2 separate regions of the Pan troglodytes genome follow, and region 2 is linked to region 1. The links are chromatin contacts, called in public HiChIP or PLAC-seq maps. All regions are on one chromosome and are shown on one strand. Each heading gives the region's core, a stretch centred on a gene start, on an enhancer-like site or on the middle of the called end of the contact. The rest is flanking DNA. Distances are from core to core; before and after follow the strand shown. Region 1 holds the start of PICALM (phosphatidylinositol binding clathrin assembly protein). Region 2 holds the start of EED (embryonic ectoderm development).

Region 1 (4,058 bases), core at 584-3,083:
TTTGTTAATAGGGTAAACATGTCAACAATTATTGTCATAAAAGTGGTCTGAAAGAACCTCTTTGGTAAAAGTAATAGTGTAATACTTTCCTGTTATGTACTTAGGAATGACTGGCATTTTCCCTAAGGATAAAATATTCAGCTGTTGATAGCTAGACCATGTTAGTGTTGACCTCACATTGGGGTTTACCAATGCAGAGGCTCAGGCCAATCAGTAACTTACACAGTGGAACCCATAGACCAGTAGCAATGATGGCTGATAACATGTCTTGAGAATTTGGTAATTCCACTGCCCAGTGGACGTGGGGCAGCAAACGGGGCACCAAACCACAGATGGATTGCAGTACACTGAAGGAAGTCATTATAGTTTTGTGAAATTGGAGGCTGGCTTGACAAAGATGAAGCCTGCTGGGATTAAAAACTGTGTGTTCTTGGCAAGAGCATGTTGCTGCAGAATTTCACCAGCCATAGTGGGGAAAAAAGGGGGGTGAGGGGGCGTGGGGAAAATGGGAGACCACAAAATTCCTGATATGATACATAAAATGTTAAATATCTATCAGCTTTGCATCCTTTGAGAGTCACCAGATTGAAGCACAGTATTTTGGATTTGGCTGGCAGATGGTGTACACAGACTTTCTGAGAATGTTAGCATTTCATTTGAAACTAGCAAGATTACATGTGACTATCATGGTAACTTAACACTCACATATTTTTCAACTTATCCCTAACCCTGGGTTGAATGTAGAGGCTCTAATAACATATAAAAGGCTTTGTTAATGTATGGTCTGGGTCTCATTGAATAGTATTTCAGGATGTAATACTTCTTTTAAAATGTCCACAGGGCAGTGTCAACGTCTTTCCATGGATCTGACTCACCCAATAAGAGAAAAGAGGCCAAAGGTAAGAAAGACTAAACCAGGGGAGATGGCAGGCAGTGATGTCTGGACTGTTTGAATGGGACTTCTCCATTTACCGCCCCTCTCACTTCCTTCTATGGTCTGGACCTTTAATCACCACAGCAGTCAGCCATGTAGGGTCAAGCTAATCGCTGTTGACATCATCCTACTACTTCCCTTTTCAAATTCCAGTGAAGCTATGTGTTTCCTGTCCTCTTCCACACCCTAGAGAATGAATACCGGCCAGCTAGTATCTAAATTTAGAATGGCAGCAACGTGTCGGGTTTTCGGAGTAGAGATAAACAAAACCAGGTGACATTTCCAAGCCTCTCAAGGAAAGGGGGGAAAAAACCTTTCTGGGGTAAGTAAATAAGGAGAGCTTCAATAGTTCCATGGTAGAGAGAGGCCTGCTGGAAGGTTCAGAAAATAGGCCGTTTGGAACCTTCTCCTTTAAGCCAGGAGGGCGGCTTTGGGAGGCGTCTTGAAATACATTCTTGACTCTGCTGGGAAAGCTCGGGGAGCCAGAGGCCTAATACCCCCCACTTCAGGGGAAGCTGTGAAGGCAGCTGCACCTCCTTTGTCAAGCTGTTGGTTTCAACCACAGACACGAGGACACACTTGAGGTGGGGGGATAAGGGGAGAAGCCTGCCGCCCCGCCCCACCCCCGCCAGCACGCCGCCCTCGCCATTCCTCTCCCGCCCCGCCCCGCCCCGCGTCTGTGACCCCGCGGGCCGAGCCTCAGGCGACCTGTTGGCAGGGAGAGTCACGTGATGCGCCGGCTGTGCACTCCCCTCGGGCGGGCCTCCTGTTGCGCCCGCCTGGCGGGTTCCATCACGTAACGCGCGGGCGCCGCCCAGCTCTTCCCTCGCTGAGCGAGGGAGGGCGGGCGTCGAAGAGGAAAGGGAAGGGGAAAGGGGCGGGAGAAGGGAGGAGGGGCGGTGTCCGAGTCACGTGACCCGGGGGCAGCCCGGAAAGCTCCGAGGAGGAGCCTGGCGCCGCCATTTTCCTGCAGCTGCCTGTTCCTCTTACCCTGCCCGGCTCCAGCTGACCAGGGAAGGGGTGGGCTGAACTGAGGCGGGGGCAAGGGAGTGCCCGACATCTTGTCCGACTCCGCGGGTGACACGAGCCGGTTCTCTCTGGACTGGTGGCAGCGCGCGGCCCCGAACCGCGCCCCAGGCCGGCAGGCGGGGAAGGAGCCGGTGGGGGTAGGGGGTGCGGTGGGGGGTGGGGACCCTCCGGCTCTTGGGGGTCCCAGTCCCCGCCGGCTGCTGAGCGGGTGGGGTGGTGGAGGAGCTGCAGAGATGTCCGGCCAGAGCCTGACGGACCGAATCACTGCCGCCCAGCACAGTGTCACCGGCTCTGCCGTATCCAAGACAGTATGCAAGGCCACGACCCACGAGATCATGGGGCCCAAGAAAAAGCACCTGGACTGTGAGTGAAGCCGACCGCGGCCCCCGCTCCCCGGCGCCCGCGCGACCCGCGTCCTCTCTCTCTCTTGTCTTTCCCCCTTCTGCTGCCTCTTCCCTCCCTGCGTCTTCTCTGGCACGGCCGGTCCTGTGCCCGTTGAGCTGTGTTCTTTTGCTTCCATCACACTTCACGGCCTCCGCTCCCCGTCTCAAAATCTGACAAGCCACTCCCCTCCCTATTCCTAGGGGACCCTCGTCTCCCTGCCCGGTGCGCTACCACACCCCATCATACCCAACCAACTTGCTTCCCCACCTGGCTTCTCACCCCCTACCCGTCTCCACTGCAGCCTTCTGCTCTTCCTTCCCACCCGTCCGGTGCCGCCTCGTCGCCCTCGCCTGAGCGTCTCCCAGCCCCATTGTTTCTTCATCAGCCTCCTTCGGGTTTCAGTAAACGCCTGGTTCCTTGCATCCAGATCCTTGTTATCCCTCCGGGCTGCCTCCCTTGAAGGGATCCCCCACTTCCTTTGCTCCACTAGCTGCTTCCCCCATCCCTTCCTGGCTTTCTGTTCCACCTTCCCTCCTGCTTTTGGGTTACCTTTTCATCGCCTCTCTAGTAGCTTCAGTGTAGTTTCTTCGACTCATTTTAAATACCATACCCAGTTACCCGACTTTTATTTCAGATTACCTTCTTTGTGGGAGTGAAAGTAAAAGGATTCAATTTGGTGTAGGGAAAGCTTTCTGGAAAGTTGGGATTTTTATTTGCCTCTGGTGGAATTTAATCATTGTGTTGTCCATACTTTTGACTGGGGTGAGTTTGTGACTGTCAGCTCTGCCCGCCAGCTTTTCACATGGGGATATGGAAAAAGGCATTTTGCTGATACTCTTATCAGTTCCCGGGACTGTTAACTCTGGCGGCTTGAATTCAGAAGCTTGAGTGTTAAGCGTAGACTGTTGGAATTCCAAATGGATTAATAAATTTACTTACAAATAACATACATCCCTTAAAAAAATTGGCAAAATGATGTTTGATGATGCTTGAGTTTGGATGTTTTAATTATGCCAGTTACCTTTTGAGGAACTAGCTTCTCTTACACGACATAGTATTCGTCCATTCGCTAACGTAGATACAGTTAGTAGAGCTAACTCCTCGTAACTTTTTTCTAACCTGGAAGTCACCTGTAATATCCTCCTTTTTCTTTGCGCTCTTTTACCCCAGGGTACAAAGCTCATTGGATCACTCAAGCCAATGGAGCTTAGACCTGAAACTTTTCAGGGAAAAATAGGGCAATAGTCACGATAAGTAAGTTCCCTTTTTAAATGACTGGACACATTAGTCTGACTGACTTTCATCATACATGAAAGTTACTTTGTTTTACTGTTTGAAGCAAGAGTGAGCATGCCCTGAAAGATAATTCACTGTCTGGAAGCCTGTTTTGATTTCTCATTTTTGGACTTTGGCCGTAAAGTTTGCACTTTAAAAAAAATGTACGAAATGTAAATTCTTCCAAGTTACTGTGCTCATGAATGCTGTTAGAACAAGTTTTTGCTACACAGAAGCCTATTATTCTTTGTGATTGTTCCTCCACTGTGGAAAAAAGTTTTAAATAAAAAAGCATTAGTGCTTGATTCTTTCAGATATGCATGCAGGCTGCTTTTAAACTCTCAGTCCTTGCTTGTCTTAGAGAATGGAGAATATGTTTAAATGGTGACACTCTTATGAACCGAAAACTTTTAAAAATGCATCGTAAAGCCATATG
Region 2 (4,058 bases), core at 820-3,319, 170 kb before region 1:
TGACAATCCCAAGAATATCTATCTTGTCTCTGCAAAAAGAATCCTTTCTCATCTTTTCCGTGAAAATCTTAGTCATGACATCATTATATGTTTCAGCTAGGAATTATGACAGAATTTAGAAACTGCGTGTAGAAGATGTAACATTTATTCCTACGCCACTCTTCTGAAACATTTTAAGGATTTTTAAAAAGATATTCACAAGTTGTGGAGAATCACATTTTGGAGTAGTATCTTTGAATAAATTGTCAAGATACTTCGTTGAGCTTACTGGTTATCAACCTAAAACATGAAACTGAAAACTTATTTATGTCAATTCGGCTCTTACTGGCGAGTCAATTAAAACTCAGTTGGGTTAAATGTTGGTACCGAATGATTACGAATACCCATTTCAGAGCTTAAAAAAATCTGATTGCAAAACATCGCGCACTTGGCGAAGCCAGGAACCCACACTTAAATACATCTGCCTATACCACTGTTGCCCAAAATCTTCCAGGTCGCCACCCCCCTCACCTTTATCTTAAGTAAAAACGTTCAAAGAAGAAATCACCCACTCTTACTTCCTCAAAGGTAGTCACTCCCCACCCCCAAATCAAAAATCGATCCTCTCAATTCGGCTCCTCCTACAGAAAAGGCGACCTTCAGGCGCACCCGGTCTCCGCGGACAGGACGGAGGCGGACACAAAACCCCCTTTAATAAAGTCTCCCAAACTCCGCAAATCGAAGATCACTTTCCATCCTGAAAATTCCACAAGGGTCTTAGAGTGACAACCCTTACGCTCCTTTAACAGGGTCCCTAACTCTGCCCCGTCCTTCCAACTTTCTTAGAAAAGTCTCTAACGTGCCTTTTAAACTACTAGAATCTCAGACCCGCACTCTCCCCTTAAATCCCCCCAAAGGCCAAAACACTCCCCATCACATGCAAACTGATTTCAGGGCAGACCTCTCAGACCCACGCAATCACTAGAACCACTCTCCTTCGCCTAGTTCCTGCTTGCTCTCGGCCCCACATCAAAATCCCCGTAGGCAATTTCAATTTTCTCCCGCACGCCCGCGTTTTCCTGAGTGACACCTCTCCCTCCCCCCACAGCAGCCCGCTCGTCCCCGCGCCCCCCGTTTTAAAAGAATTTAAAACTTTCACTCCGCAGTCTCGTAACTGCCAGGAGCTGCACTTACATTCTCGTCTCCAGAGAGGTCTGGATTGCTGTTCTCGTCACTGCTCAGCTTCTGCTTCTTGGCCGCAGGCATGTCTGTTCCCGCCGGCGCAGTCGACACTTCCCTCTCGGACATATTCCTCCGCCTCCCTCCAGGTTCCTGCCGCCTGGGGCGGGGCCTCCGCCACACCGCCGTCAAGCAAGCCCGGCCCGAGCTTGCCGCAAAATTGCCACTGCCGCCGCCACCTCCACCGCCCCCCCCACTGTCGCAAATCGCGCCCAGCCGCCGAGGCGGGCGTGCGTGCGACCCCGCCACACTGCTGAAAAAGGGGCGCGCGCGCGCGCCCTCCCGCGCGGCTTCCTGGCTCCTTCCCTTCCCTAACTCCCGTCTTGCCCTTTTCCCGCCGCCCTCCCGGCAGTCTACACGATGTAAGATCCGTTGGATTAAGAGGGCAGTATTAAGTATGTCTCCCTTCCCACCACCGCCTCGAGAAGAGGCGAAACTCAAAGGGATGCTCCCTCACCCCCTTCCTCCTTCCAAAGACGTTTCAGCCGCAATTGGCCCGTTCCTTCGATCTCCGACCCGCTGCTAGGGAGCGAAAGTCTGTGGAATGGGCTACACCACCAATGTCCCAGGAAACGGGGGAAGATACAAGACGTCACCTCTTGCTTTAGCTGTGCATGCCACGTTTCCTTAATCTTGAACTTGGAGGACAGCGCTTCCTGACTATTCACGGAACTATTCATAACCTAATTCTTCCTTGAAGATAGAAATGCAAAAACAGTAACCTGATTCCCCCTGGCTTCCCCCATCTGGCGAATGGAAAGTACCCGTCAGGGGATGCGCAGGCGCCGTGGCGTACTCTTGCGCTGGGTTCGTCGAAACCCGCCTCCTCCAAGCCCCTCCTCTGTTTGAATTCTCGTTTGCTGAACCAGGTAGTTTTCTACCCGGTTTCCGAATCCCAGGGTGGATTTCAAAGCGCTACCGAATTATACTCTAGACGCTTCGTAAATTCTTGTCGGATATTTATTCTGTTGACTATTTATTGTAATGAATGATTATCCTTCCAGTTGCTACCAATAGTGGTTAAGACTTAAATAGAAATATCCTAAAATTATGAGACTAGACTCCAATGAGTTACAGCCAAAGTGCTCTTTTTAGCTGCTGAAGGATAGGCCCTGAACTACGCCAAGGCCTAAGAATCAGTGCTCATCTCCATTATGAGATTGTGATACTTAACCGACAATGTTTTGCTTGTTTTTGCACATCAGATACAATGAAATTCTAGAAGGCAACACACCTGTTAAACTTCACCAAAATATTTGCCTCTGTTACTATATCTATTCTCTAGCAGGTGCCAGATAACATTGGTGTGCCTTGTGGAATTATTATATGGGTCATGAAACCATAACTGAATGAGCAGCAGGAAAAGGAGAGTGATGACGAAAAATAAAATACGGCATCCGCCACCTTTTTTTTTTTTGTTTTTCTTAGAACGTGATTGTGACTACTTATCTATTCGGGCTTCTGTAAAAATGTCCTCATCTGTAAAAATGAGGAGGCAGGAAGGGAGAAAGGGACCTACCATTTCTTGGGCACCTACTTGATGTTGTATATCTTTTCTCTTTTAGACCTCATTACCCACCTAGAGTGCACCATCCATAAAATTCTAGTATACTTGAATTATTTCTGCATGATAACTTTATAACCAGGACATCAGTTTCCTTATCTGCAGATTGCAAGTCACTCTTTCTTTTGTAGATAAAGAGAGAACTCTTGGTTGAGAATGAGAAAAGGAAGTAAAGCAAAGGCAGGTCAGAATGAGGGGTTTCTGCAGTGAAGACTTTGAAATAAAGAAGCCGAAAAAAAATTAAAGTTGAGGTCTCAATGACGGCAGTCATTTGTTCAGCACTTCCAATGTTCCAGGCACTACTAAGCACTCCTCAGTTGGTGAGAAGAGATGAGACTGGAGTAGAGTGAGCTCCTGAGAAAGTAAGACGTGCTTTGGTATGACATTTTCATCAGCAGACAGAAACATCCTTCCCTTTGTTAAGAACATCTTTCCCAACAAAGGGAAGGACGTTTCTGAAATATAGTTCTACAAGTAAAGGATAATTGACTAAAGCATTTCAAATTAAAATTACTCCGTGTGTGAGAGATTAGTGGGAGCTGGGAAGTGGGAGTCAACGTCTAGTCATAAAATTAGAAAAGTGCTGAACATTTGGATAAAGGACACATATGGTAGAAAAATGCCTTACAGCATTCATATTATCTGTAACAAAGCAAAAATAGTTTAAAGAGGCTTATTAAAACTTGAAGGGGTTATTTTTAAAATGTTTCTGATGAATCAGGGGTGATAAATGGAAATTAGTTTATATTACTACGTTATTGTCACTACATTAAAGGAAAAATATTCTGACACTTGTTAAAATAGTAAGGAACACTTAATTCAGGACTATTTTGATAGCTGTCAAGACTATCACAATAGGAGAGAGATCAGGCTCAACTCCAAATTACAGCAAGGAGTGGGGATGTATAGTCGAGCAAAGTTGGAGGGGTTGGTGGTTGGAAAATTACTAAGAAGAGACATCAAGAATGGGGAAATTTTTGCTACACCAACTTAACAGAATTTGTGCTAAAAAAGGCCAGGGTGATCAGATATCAAGGGTATGGGTTTTTCTCTAAACTGATGCAGAATTCTTGCTACAGCTGAGCCAGGCAAGCTAGACAGGAAGATGGAGAAGAGGGCTCAGAGGAGAGTCTTTGTTACTAATTTAAGATATGTAAAATGTCATAGGTGTTCCATGCAGAGTACTACTTTTGTGGTATTAATTTAATAACCATAAAAGTCTAATTACCTATTAAAAATAAGTTTTGCTGAGTGCATTGATGTGTACCTGTAGTTC

The links. HiChIP or PLAC-seq counts read pairs in DNA pulled down with a chosen protein or histone mark.
Region 2: a contact with region 1 is called in an H3K4me3 HiChIP or PLAC-seq map of stem cell-derived excitatory neurons, with 5 times the contacts expected there. The contact joins the promoter of EED here to the promoter of PICALM in region 1. A contact is called at or near these places in 1 of 7 Hi-C or Micro-C datasets (stem cell-derived neural progenitor cells) and 1 of 1 datasets of contacts at active chromatin or transcription factors (stem cell-derived excitatory neurons).

What each region holds. Positions count from the first base shown.
Region 1 is chr9:88,086,516-88,090,573 of NHGRI_mPanTro3-v2.0_pri, reverse strand. It overlaps PICALM (phosphatidylinositol binding clathrin assembly protein), which reads left to right and starts at 1,833. Exons shown (of 20, transcript XM_508908.9): 1 at 1,833-2,326. The coding sequence starts at 2,197.
Region 2 is chr9:88,259,644-88,263,701 of NHGRI_mPanTro3-v2.0_pri, reverse strand. It overlaps EED (embryonic ectoderm development), which reads right to left and starts at 2,069. Exons shown (of 12, transcript XM_009423921.4): 1 at 1,174-2,069. The coding sequence starts at 1,287.